3 separate regions of the Mus musculus genome follow, and all the other regions are linked to region 2. A link is a contact called in public Hi-C and promoter capture Hi-C data. All regions are on one chromosome and are shown on one strand. The core of a region is the stretch at or near the end of the contact, and the rest is flanking DNA. Distances in the headings are between cores, read along the strand shown.

Region 1 (3,827 bases), core at 445-2,944, 600 kb before region 2:
CCAGCCAGTTGCTCCCTGGGGACCACTCTGACTCTCCTCTTACCAGTTTGGGGTCCAGGTGGAGGGCACGGGAGAAGAACAGCACAGACATCTCCCAGTCCTCTTGTAGGAGGCACTGATGGCCTTGGTTATAGCTGTGAGGACAGGACAGGACAGGACAGGACAGGCAGTGGATCTGGTATTGATCTGGGACCAGCCCAGGACCTTCTCAGGGCTAGAATGGGGTATGCAGGAGGGAGGGCTGAGGTAAAGAGGCTGCAAAAGCCATCAGAGCTCCACAGAGGCCAGGCTGACCTTCCTGGAGCTCTTCCAGGGCATCAGCCCCTTATCCCTCTACCCTCGCTGTTCACTGAGACCCAGAGAGGGATAGCAGCCAGCTTGCAGCTGAACCCAGTATTAATAATGGTTTTGTAGAGTAGGAACCTGGAGTTGGAGACAAAGAAGTCACTCACTACTCTCTGACTTTGGCAGGCACTGTTGATCCTATCATCCTTCGTTTTGTAGGATCTGTCATAACATAGAACACATGACTGGTCCCAAAGATGCGTCGCAGGATCTTCTCTGGGGCTTCAGGAACCTTTAGCTTTGGAGTTTTCTGGGAACGGGCACTGTGAGGCTCCTGGAACCAAGCCAGGGGCAGTAAGCTCAGAAGGCCTCAGGAACACTTCCCCCAGGAGCTTTGCCTACTGGAAGAGGTGTGAAGAGGCCTCCTGGTAGAAGGCACACCTAGTCTGGGGTTCAACAGTCCCCCAGGGCTCCAACATTTCTCTAGCCCTGCCTCTCTCCCTGTCCTGTGGTCAAGGTCAAGGAACCACTGCACCCTCTGCTCTCCTCTTGGGCTTTGTCTGCTCTCACCTTGTGCTCTAGCTGCTCATCGTTTTCAGACCCTGCTGCACAAGGTTCCTTGTGACTCCCGCCCTGGGATTCTCACACTCGTCAGGTCACATTGAGCAAGCACTTCACCTGACTTCTTCCCAGGGCTTCTCACCTCTGTGTGATCACCCTTCCCATAGTCACCAGAATCGGGGAACCTATGTCTCATCAGTCCTCAAGTTCTGTGTTTCACTCCTCAAAATCTCTCCACTTGGGCTGGGCACGGTAGTGCATACCTTTAATAACCCCGTTCTAGAGCTAGAGGCAGATGGAGTTCTCTGAGTCTATAAAACAAACAAACAAAACCCCAAAACGTTAAAACAACAACAACCCCCCCAAAAAATCTCTCTGCCCTCTCTCTCCCTTAGGACTGGGAGGCCAGTCACCCTTCTCCCCTACCACACTACAAATGATGACCTCTGACCTCTCCCAGTTCCCCTGAAGGGCTTGACTGGCTCTTCCTCAAGCCCTTCTTGCGGCCCCGACCTCTGCCTCAGCTTTCCCCTTCTCAGCCCTCACCTTGCTTCTGTCTGTCATGGCCAGGTTTCTAGGCTAACTTCTGGGCTAAGCATACTCTGAGGTTCCCTAGCTCCGTTGTTGCTAGGCACCAGGTCCACGATGTCCATAGGCCCCGCCCACTTGGCCCCGCCTCCGAGAGTCACTAGAAACTCAGCAAGGCAAGCCAAGGCCTAAGTCAAGGAAAGAACCTATGGGCAGTGCACGCCGACGCGGGCCAGGGTAGAAACTTAACGAGGTACCAGCCCTCGAGCAAAGGCCGAGCAAAGGCTGAGCCATACAGGGTGACGCGTCGCGGAGGAATGCACCCAGACACTCGCCCGGGCCCGCGATCCACCCACTTCCGCCCCGCAGAGACATGGCGGACGCCAAACCCAGCCTGGATTGGGCGTCGCTGGACATGTCGTGATGCTATTGGCTTAGGGATGCCTGACGTCAAGGGGCGGGGTCCTGGCTGTGAATGGGAGTCGGCACGTTGAAGTCCGGTCTTTTTAGTCCAGGGATGCGGCGGAGTTGGGCCTTGAGCCGGCAGGTTTCCGAGGCTCGGTTCCCCGGGAAGCGGTGGCTGGTGAGTGGGGCGTGGGTGGCTACACAGGGACGCGGGGCTTGGCTCCGCAGCTACGCTTACATTTAAGTGTATGCGTTGTATGCATGTGCCCTGTGGCTGTCAGAGGGCAACTTAGGAGAGGGTTCTTTCCACCATGTGGGTTCTGGGGATCGAACCCAGGTTGTCAGGGTTAGCAGCAACCTTACCTTCGGAACCATCTTTTCGGGATAGTTGTCCCTTTTTCTACTTAGTCAAATAGGCGCAATACTAACTGGCTCCAAACTTTTAGTTTTGCTCTTGCACCAGGGAGCGGCATCCTCTGGCTGGTGGGGCCTCCAGGAGTTCCCAGACCCTTAAGTGCTCCTTCCCAATACTGTCGCTTCTGTTTCCTGGTCAATGTTTTGGGTCCTGAGTGAGTGTTGCCTACAGGTGGCTGGCCTGGGGAACCACGGAATGCCCGGCACCCGGCACAGTGTGGGCATGGCGGTGCTGGGGCAAATAGCAAGGCGACTGGGAGTGGCGGAGAATTGGACTCGTGACTCGCGCTGTGCTGCTGACCTCGCCCTGGCCCCGCTCGGGGATGCTCAGCTGGTACTGCTCCGGCCGCGGCGCCTCATGAACGTCAACGGGCGCAGCGTAGCCCGAGCTGGTGAGTTGTAGGTTTCATGGATAAGAGGGCACAGGGACCAGAGAGAGGGTTCAATTGTGACAAGTGCCTGGTGAGCCCCAATTACTACAGTGAAGGCTTGGGGAAGCCTGTTTACATATGGGGGTTGTTGTGACCCCTCTGAGCAGATATGCAGTAACTAGAGTGTTGTTTCCCTGTGCCAAGCGGAGCTGTTTGGGCTGACTGCGGAGGAGATCTATCTGGTCCATGATGAACTGGACAAGCCGTTGGGAAAGCTGGCTCTGAAGCTGGGGGGCAGCGCAAGGTGAGGCTCTTATGTGCGTAGGTTTGGGTAGGGATGCTGGCCTCTGTTGGAGTGGAGTAAGATTGTTGAGACTATCTATCTCGATAGGCTGGGCTGCTCTGAAGAAGGCCTGGGCAAGGGAATGGAGGAAGGGCACTGCCTCAGAAAGTACTAACTGCTCTTCATATCCCCTCAAGGGGCCATAATGGAGTCCGTTCCTGCATTAGCTGTCTGAACTCCAATGTGAGTCTACCCTTCTGCCCTGCCCTGGGTGGGGGTGGCTAGCATTGACATTGTATCTCACCAATGCATCCTCATTCCCCTGGGACCCTACAGGCAATGCCAAGGCTGCTGGTGGGCATCGGGCGCCCCACACACCCTAATATGGTGGAGAACCATGTCCTGGGCTGTTTCTCCCCGGAGGAGCAGGAGCTACTGTCCCCATTGATGGATCAGGCCACTGACCTGCTCCTGGACCACATCCGTGCTCGAAGCCAGGGACCATTGTCAGGCCTCTAATACCAGTGGATATATCTACCTGTTTGACTGCCTGCCGGTGCCATGAAGCCAAGACAGGGCCACAGAACTGCAATGACACAGTGGTACCCAATGTTTATATAACTTCCCTGGGTTTCCCCAGGCTACTTGCAGATTCAAGGAGGGACTGTGGCCACATCAGTCTGTTTCTGCAGCAGCTTGGTCTCCCCGTTCGCTATTTGCGGTGTAGGAAAGGTCTAGGAAGGGTAAACTTTCTGAACCTTTTGAGAGCTCCAGATGGGTAGATCTGCAAGATTAAAGATACGAACTTGAAATTGGAAGCTTCCTGTGGGGTTAGGCACCAGTGGGTAGGGACAAGAGGGTCTGGCAAACCCTATTCCTAAGGGATCATGGGTATAATGCTTTAGCCTTTTTCCATTGGGTCATTTTCTAGGTGGGGAGGAGCAAAGAGATTCCACCATATCCCTGAGGCTACCCAACTA
Region 2 (4,313 bases), core at 903-3,402:
CACCTTGTCTTCAGTCCATATAACCCAGGGTGAAAGCATGTCAGGTTAGATTAGCCAAGCACTCTCGAGGAAACACAAGGCACCCAAAGGTCACACACAGATAAAGGGTACTTCTGGAGCACAGAGGCCCTACCATATTTCTCCCTTCTGTCTCCATAAATACCTAATGAAGGTCTGCCGTGCTCTTCATCCTAAAGTCTTCTTTCTGAAACGTGGCAGAATCAAGTTGGTAGTGGGAGTATTCCAATGGGCTCTACTATAGGCCTAGCCCATCAGCTAAGATCCACACTGGACCTGGGGTCCAAAGGTCAGCCAACAAGGGAAACACGCTTCCCTTTCCATTCATCATGGCTCCCCAGGCTGCATTCCTGCCCAAGGCTGCACAGGGAGTACCATAATCTAAACCACCTCTAGTTTGGAGGAGGGAATTCCCCAACACAAATGTGATTCAAACTCTCAAGAGAAAGAGACTTTTATTTTTCTTTTTTTCTTTTTTCTTTTTCTTTGTGTGTGTGTGTGTGTGTGTGTGTTTTGTTTTGTTTTTTTTTTTTTTTTGAGACAGGGTTTCTCTGTGTAGCCCTGGCTGTCCTGGAACTCACTCTGTAGACCAGGCTAGCCTCGAAATCAGAAATTGCCTGCTTCTGCCTCCCAAGTACTGGGATTAAAGGTGTGCGCCACCACTGCCCGGCAAGAAAGAGACCTTAACTCACCTCTTGACAAGGAATTCCCCTCTGGCCCTGGAAGGTCACAATTAGGCACCAGGGATGGTCACTTTGACAACAACAAAACACACAAAAAGGCAAAAATAACTCCCAGGTGTCTGTCCCAGCTCCAAAGAGCCAAGTTCTCATTCCGCCTCTTCGCCCCCACCACGCTGCCTTTTCTATCTTTTTGAGACCAGCACTGTGAAGATCTGCATGAGCATCTGCTACCATGAGATCCAGAACCCTTCCGAGCATAGCATCAACGACTACTCTTGAAGAGCACACATTTTCCAACAGCTGATCAACCAATGAAACCTAACCACCCCGAAATCCAGCCAAGCTCCTTCAACAGCAACAGGGGAGTAAAACAAAAACAACAACAACAACAACAAAGGCAGTGTGCCCACTTAGGGCTCGGTTTGGCTCAGGAAAGCAGTCGGCCTATTAACCAGGGCAGCTGCGATCCTTGTACGACTCAGCAAAGACACAGGCTGCCCTGGCCTGCCCCTCCAAGAGACAACCATGGATGCCTCCAGAGCCTGCAGAAAACCCAAAGCCCCAAGACGGCGGCGGAGAGGGCAGCTTCTTCCTTCTCCAAAAAGGGTCCCACTCACCCTCAGGCTAGTCCTCACCTGCAGCCCTGCTTCCGGACCTGCCAATGATCCTCAGCCCCGCCCCCTGCCTCCCCCCGCCCCCGCCCCTACAGGGTTTCCCCAGCCCCGCCCACTGCACCTGTGCTTTTCCCTAGACTCTCCTTGCAGCCCCTCCCATTGCCACCCCATGCCCCGCCCCTCGCACCTGAGCCCTTTCCCCGCCGCTAACCTACACACAGGTTCCCTTTCTGGTCCCAGAGACCTGAGCTCCCTCCAGACCCCACGCCTCGCGCCCAGGCTCCGCCCCCAATCCATCAGGCCGCGGGACCCGCCTCCTGCACCTGCGCCCTTTCCCCCCCAACACCACCACCACCACCACCACCCCCCCCCCCCGCTCCGCCATCTCCCCGACAACCACACGCTGTCATTCGCGTCCCTGGGACCCGAGCTGGCCATGGTCCCGCCCCCCCCTCCAACCCCAAGCCGAGGTCCCACCCTCGAGCCGAGGCCCCGCCCCACCCCCTCCGGCCGGGGATCCCGCCCCGCCCGCCCCCATTCTCCCCCCCCCTCCGCCCCCCGCACCTGCAGCGGCTCGCGCCCAGGGCCCCGCCCCGCCAGCCGCTCCTCTCACCGCTGTAGTCCGGGCTGGTCACCTTGACGAGGGCCGCAGTGGCTGCCACCGCTTCTTCATGGTCTTGCGAGAGGCCCAGCGGCAGCGGCGCCTTCGTTCCGAGACCGGGGCCGGATTGAGGTTGAGCCAGGCGCAAGCTTGAAACGCGAGGCCGACGCGGGAGCCCAGCCGGTGCCCAGCCGCAGTAGGAACCGTCCACTCCTGGGCCTGAGCGGCGGCCGGCTCAGCCAATCGGCGCGCGGCACCATACCAGGGTTCTCCAACCAGCTTGCCGTAGGGGCGGAGACACGCAAATGAACCGGCTGGTTGCACCAGTGCGCAGCCGCTGCAGCAGCGGTCCCCGTTCCCCCCACCCCCCCACCCCCCACCCCACCAGCCGCGGCCTGCGCTTCGGTCTTGCAGACGCTCAGGCTTGCAAGGATGCTCTGCTGTTCTCGTCGGGCTCAGCCGCCCGCCACGCCCACCCCCTGCCTAGAAATAGACTCAGTCTACAAACATCCTTCCAGGCCTCACCCAGTGTCCTTCTTAAATTCCTACCTAGAGTTTATCGTTTTCAACAACAACATCAAAAAAAAAAAAAAAAAAAAAAAAAAAAAAAAAGGCTTTGTGAGCAAGACATCATCACCTTAGTCCCATTCTTCACAAACCTATCCCTAGGTTTCTTTATGTGATTCTAAATCTGTCAAATTGACAATCACAGTCAATCCAATAACACACTTCGAGGTCCTTGAGACTGACCCATGGTTTTCACAACAGGTAAAAGTTAGGCCTGAAGAGGGTCTTGCCCAAGACCATAGCGTTCAAAGCAGGGAGAATGGGCCTGGAAGCTGTCTCCCTGCACCCAGACCCTTTTATGGCTGGGCCAGGCAAACGCAGTGAGTAGAGCTTAAATCATCTGGCTTAAAGGCAGAGATACTAAGTTACAAAGACCGTGGAAGCCAGTGGGTGGCTGTGAATCCCTAAAGTCAGAACCACAGCAAAATTCTGTTACGCCTACAAGAGAAAGGAGGGTAGGATGCTCTTTGGACTTGTAGACAAGATCATTTTGATAACGTAATTTTTGCTGCTATGGCGTCGCTTATGGAAAGATTTAGATACTGCACTATTTAAAAGAAGAGGGAGAGGAAAACAAGAGAATCAGCAGAAATTAAACCACTTTAAGAGTGAGGTGAGGGAATAGGGGATCTCTGAGGCAAACGTCTGCTATTTTGCATGAAGAACACAGTGATGCCCGAAGGATAGTCTTAAACTGTTTCCCTTAGATAAAACAAGAGATGCATGGTGTGAGGATTCTTTTAGAAAATTTGGAATCCAGAGAGGCTGAGAGCTGAGCGCAAGCTTGAGGAAGCTTGGGTAGATGGCTATAAAGTTAGGAGTGATGGTCTAGCGTAAAGTGGAGTGCTCAGGACACGCATAAGAAAATGGACGTAGCCAGGCGGTGGTGGCGCTCGCCTTTAATCCCAGCACTTGGGAGACAGAGGCAGGCGGATTTCTGAGTTCGAGGCCAGCCTGGTCTACAAAGTGAGTTCCAGGATAGCCAGGGCTACACAGAGAAACCCTGTCTCGAAAAACCAAAAAAAAAAAAAAAAAAAGAAAAAGAAAAAGAAAGAAAGAAAGAAAATGGACGTGCTTGTAGAGGTAACCCTAATGCTTAGGATTTGGGGGATGGAAACTGGAGACTTGCTGTGACTTGCTGGCTAGCAGATTCAGTGAGAGACCCTATCTCATGGGGATAAGATGGAGAGTATAAAGCAGGACACTTGACATCCTCCTCTGGCCACCTCTGCATGCGTGTGCATCACCTGCACATACACTGCACATGCACTGACTGCTCTTCCAAAGATCCTGAGTTCAAATCACAGCAACCACATGGTGGTTCACAACCATCTGTAATGGGATCTGTTGCCCTCTTCTGGTGTGTCTGAAGACAGCTACAGTGTACTTGCATATAATAATAAATAAATTTAAAAAAAAACAAGTACTATAGTTGTTTTTCTAAATATAAATTACTATAAGGCTTAGAGGACTTGCTGCCTGAGTTCACGGTCTGGCTGTGCCAGCAGCTAACTGTGTGCACACATGCAAGTTACTTTTTTGCATGCCTCAGTTTCTTTATGGAAGATGAATGTTGAGGAGGCTGGAGAGATGGCTTAGCAGTTAATAGTACATACTGCTCTGGTAGAGGACCCAGGTTCAGTACTTAGCATCTATATCAGGTTTCACAACTGCCTATAATTTCGGCTTCAAGTTGATCTGTCACCTCTGGCATCCACCTCTACAGGAACCTAAATTAGTGTGCACACATACACACACACACACAGGCATGCACAAGCATACACAGTTATTAACAGTAATTTTTAAATATTTTTTTAAATGACTGTCTTG
Region 3 (3,959 bases), core at 1,133-3,632, 610 kb before region 2:
TGGGAGGCTCCCCACCCCTCTTCCTTCCTGCAGGCATCTATGCCTAGAGGTGCCACAGCCTCCATCTTACTGTAAATAAGTCTGGTGTAAATGTATGTACAGAAGCCATGCTCTCTTTCATATAATAAACTTTAATGACTCTTTCTTCTGTCCCATGAGGCCTTGGTAGAAAGAAGCAATTCCACAGGTGAACGGTCCACAACACCAGGAAATACCTGGTTAGCGCCAAAGACTTCCCAGATGATATGGGGAACCAGGTTTACAGCAGCCCCTCCCTGACCGCCATGAGCTCAGGTATTAGCAGGGGAGACGGTCAGTCCAGAGCAGTGTAAGTAGGGGCCTCAGTCTTCTCTGAGCCCAGGGCTTGTCAGGAGAAACCATAGTTCCCCCCCCCCCCGGCCCTCACCCCATCCACAAGAAGTCCAGAGTTTGAGGTAAAAGGGCTTTTAAAAATCTAGAGACCAGAAGAGATGGCTTAGTGGCCAAGAGCACTGAGTGATCTTTCAGAGGACTCTGGCTCAATCCCAGCACTCACATGGTGGCTCATAATCTAGAACTCCAGTGCTAAGGGGTCTTAAGCCCTCTTCTGACCTCCTTGGGTACCGGGCACACATGCGGTGTGTGAGCAAAATAGCCATACAAATAAAATAAAATTTAAATTAAAAAAAATCTTTAAACTGGATCTAGTGACTCATCACTTTAATTCCATCACTTTGGACTCAGAGGCAGGCAAATCTTTGAGGCCAGTCCAAGCTGTTTAGTGAGCGCCCCCCCCTTCAAAAAAAATCTTTAAATATGAAACCTAGAATCCCAATTCCCCTTACACCTGGTGGGTGAGGTGACTTTTTCTGAGCTATAATAGCAGAACAAGCAAGTTTGCTGGTGGTGATCACAGGCTAGGCCTGGGCCTCAGGAATCTGCTTACTGAATTAGAGACACAGGGGTTCTTTGCTCTGAGCTCTTGATATTAGATCTTCGACCACACCTGGAGGTGGGTTGAGTTCAATGGCTCAGTGACTAGGAAACTTGGATAAGAAGCTTAATGTCTTGGGTTCCAAATTCAATAGAACCAAGACAATAAGGGACCCCCTCTCCTTGGATTTATATTAGTCTTTAGCGTGTAGTAGTAGCTGGTAAGAAAGAGCAATACTCATTTACATATATATGCAAATTTTTTTAAGCTCTGAGAAACTTTTATTAGGGTTTAAAAGAAAAACCCTGGGGCAGGCAAGCTTTAAATCTCAGATGCTGCCTGGAGGAGGAGGATGGAGAAAGAAAAAAAGCCATGTCATTTGGATTAGTTGACAAAGAGGCTAGCCTCGCGATAGTCAGAGAGGGCTTTAGGGAGTGACACCCAAAGTGTTAGAGAGGTGTGCTTAGAAAAAAGAAGGGGCCGGGCAGTGGTGGTACACACCTTTAATCCCAGCACTCAGAGGCAGGCAGATCTCTGAGTTTGAAGCCAGCCTGCCTCAGAGCTAGTCCAAGGACAGCTGGGGCTACACAGGGAAACCCTGTCCCGAAAAGACAGAGACAAAGGAAGAAAAGTAAAAAGCACACTTTTGGAGTTCCTTAGACTTGTGAAGCTGCATCACTGCCTTTTGATTTACTTATTTATCCATTTTGTGAGTGTGTGTGTGAACTCACGCACGTGTAGAGAGGTTCAAGGACAATTTGCAGGATTGGTTCTTGATTTCCACCAGGTAGGCTCTGGGGATTGTACTCCGGTCTTTAGGCCGGTTGGCAAGTGTCTTTGCCTACAAAACCAGCTTTTTTTTGGGGGGGGGGGTTTGAGACAGGGTTTCTCTGTGTAGCCCTGGCTGTCCTGGAACTCACTCTGTAGACCAGGCTGGCCTCGAACTCAGAAATCTGCCTGCCTCTGCCTCCCAAGTGCTGGGATTAAAGGCATGCACCACCACGCCCAGCTCACAAAACCATCTTGAAGGTTCTATTTTCTGAGCCAAAAACACTTTATGTGACCACATCTCATTGAGCTGACCATCCCTGGGTATAGAGTAGGTACTGTTGCATCCCATGTAAGGCGCCTGCCTGACACTGGCAGAGACATTCTCAAAAGGCGGTTGTGAGCACTCTTCCGTCACATTTTTAAAAAGAGCTTGGAAAAGGCTCTCAGGAAAGTGTAAAGTCCGGCTCAAGTTTTTGTTATTATGTTGTTTCACTCTCTTAATCTTTTATTCTTTCTGAGGTAAGGTTTCGGGCCGCTAGTTACCCGTGACCATGGCAACGCGGGACTGGGTGGTTCGCGGGCTCCCCCAGGAGGCCTATTTGCAGTACTGCTGCGAGACAACCTGTGGGTTTTAGAGCCCCAAGGAAGGGGAGCCGGGAGTTGTAGGCAATGGGCGTGGCTGCCTCGGAGCGGTGCACACCGGGAGCTGTAGTTCACAGGTTCTGGCGGTGGGCGGCCTCTGACCGAAATCGGGCCTCAACCGGATGGCGGTGGCGAGGCACGGCTACCGGCCCTGGGGCTCGATCCTCGGGCTGCTCGGGCTGGCCTTGGCTGCCGCCGCCGCCTGGGACGTGGCTTCTCTGCGCTGCACCTTCGGCTCGTTCTGCGAATGCGACTTCTGGCCCGACTTGCCGGGTGAGGGGTGGGAGCCGGTGCGGACGGGCGGGCAGCCGGCAGTTCGCAGGGGCTCGAAACATCTGCCGCCCCGCCGGCCGCCGGCGGAGGTGGGGATCCGAGAGCCTCTGGTGCAAACCTGAGGAGAGGGTTTGGAGGGGGCCCGGTGGAGGGAAGCCTTTGACAGAGGGGCGCCCAGTGGCTTGTGGTAGGCCTCCCTTGTGCGGACTTGTCACACCGGGGGAGAAACCTGCCGTCGCCTGAACCTGTAGACAGCTGTCGTCTACTCGGGGCTGGTGCAACCCGGAGAACCGCCTCGAGGGGGCGGTGCCGCACTGGCCCTTGCCGAGGTGACTGATCCTGTCCCTCGTTTGGACACAAGTATCCCAGAGGTCTTAGACACATGCCTTCGACCCTCTGATGCTTTTTGTTTGTTTGTTTGTTTGTTTTCCCGACAGAATCTTTCTACACTGATTTGACTGTTCTGGACCTCACTATGTGGACCAGGCTGGTCTCAAACTCCCAGAGATCCACTTAGCTCTGCCTCCAGAGTGCTAAGAGATTAAGGGTTTGCACCACCATATTCTGGCTCTTTTTGTTTTTTGTTTTTTTAAAGATTTATTTATTTTTTTATTTATATGAGTACACTGCGACTGCCTTCAGACACACACTAGAAGAGGGCATCAGATCCCATTACAGATGGTTGTGAGCCACATGTGGTTGCTGGGAATTGAACTCAGGACCTTTGGCAGTCAGTGCTCTTTCCATCTTTCCAGCCTCCCCCTTTTTTTTTTAATATTTATGCTTTGCCTGCAAGTATGGTTACATCCATGTGCCCATGGAAGTTTGAAGACGGTGTTGGCTCCTCTGGGATGGACTTACAGATAGTTGAGAGCTACCATGTGAGTGGTAGGAATCGAACTTAAGTTCTCTGCAAGAGCAGCCAGTGCTGTTTGTTTGTTTGTTTGTTTGTTTGTTTTGAGACAGGGTTTCTCTGTGTAGCCCTGCTTGGCTGGCCTGGAATTTACTATGTAGACCAGGCTGGCCTCGAACTCAAAAGAGATCTCCCTGCCTGTGCCTCCCAATTGCCTGGATTAAAGGTGTGTTGGAATTCACCATAAACCCAGGCTGGCCTTTGATTGGGAGGATTACTGCTGCCTCTGCCTCCCAGGGGCTGAGCTGACAGACATGAGTCAACAGCCTGTCATCTGCTTTGATATGCGTTCCTTCTGTGGCCCTAGGTCTGGAATGTGACCTGGCTCAACACCTGGCTGGCCAGCATTTGGCCAAGGCCCTGGTGGTGAAGTCACTGAAGGCCTTTGTACAGGACCCAGCCCCCAGCAAGCCGTTGGTCCTTTCCCTGCACGGCTGGACAGGCACC

Evidence for each region. Promoter capture Hi-C pulls out the DNA fragments that hold promoters and counts their contacts. A called contact is a pair of places that touch in the nucleus more often than the background predicts.
Region 1: a Hi-C map of regulatory T cells shows a contact between it and region 2, with 7 times the contacts expected there. The contact joins the promoter of Ttc16 here to the promoter of Ralgps1 in region 2. A contact is called at or near these places in 8 of 39 promoter capture datasets (the 3T3-L1 cell line, the HPC-7 cell line, embryonic stem cells and 5 more) and 1 of 484 Hi-C or Micro-C datasets (regulatory T cells).
Region 3: a contact with region 2 is called in a promoter capture Hi-C map of pre-B cells, with 2.9 times the contacts expected there. The contact joins the promoter of Tor2a here to the promoter of Ralgps1 in region 2. A contact is called at or near these places in 3 of 39 promoter capture datasets (the 3T3-L1 cell line, the HPC-7 cell line and pre-B cells).

Annotation. Positions count from the first base shown.
Region 1 is chr2:32,773,939-32,777,765 of GRCm38.p6, forward strand. It overlaps Ttc16 (tetratricopeptide repeat domain 16), which reads right to left and starts at 1,695. Exons shown (of 15, transcript NM_177384.3): 1 at 1,393-1,695; 2 at 1,110-1,157; 3 at 453-619; 4 at 44-134. The coding sequence starts at 1,410. It overlaps Ptrh1 (peptidyl-tRNA hydrolase 1 homolog), which reads left to right and starts at 1,883. Exons shown (of 5, transcript NM_178595.3): 1 at 1,883-1,957; 2 at 2,366-2,585; 3 at 2,769-2,868; 4 at 3,045-3,090; 5 at 3,184-3,655. The coding sequence starts at 1,892. The coding sequence ends at 3,366. Cfap157 (cilia and flagella associated protein 157) reads right to left here. Exons shown (of 9, transcript NM_025619.1): 9 at 3,475-3,631. The coding sequence ends at 3,560.
Region 2 is chr2:33,369,342-33,373,654 of GRCm38.p6, forward strand. It overlaps Ralgps1 (Ral GEF with PH domain and SH3 binding motif 1), which reads right to left and starts at 2,153. Exons shown (of 20, transcript NM_175211.5): 1 at 1,929-2,153.
Region 3 is chr2:32,754,852-32,758,810 of GRCm38.p6, forward strand. It overlaps Tor2a (torsin family 2, member A), which reads left to right and starts at 2,383. Exons shown (of 5, transcript NM_152800.3): 1 at 2,383-2,599; 2 at 3,820-3,959. The coding sequence starts at 2,449. It overlaps Sh2d3c (SH2 domain containing 3C), which reads left to right. Exons shown (of 12, transcript NM_013781.3): 12 at 1-156. It also overlaps a transcript of Ttc16 not described here.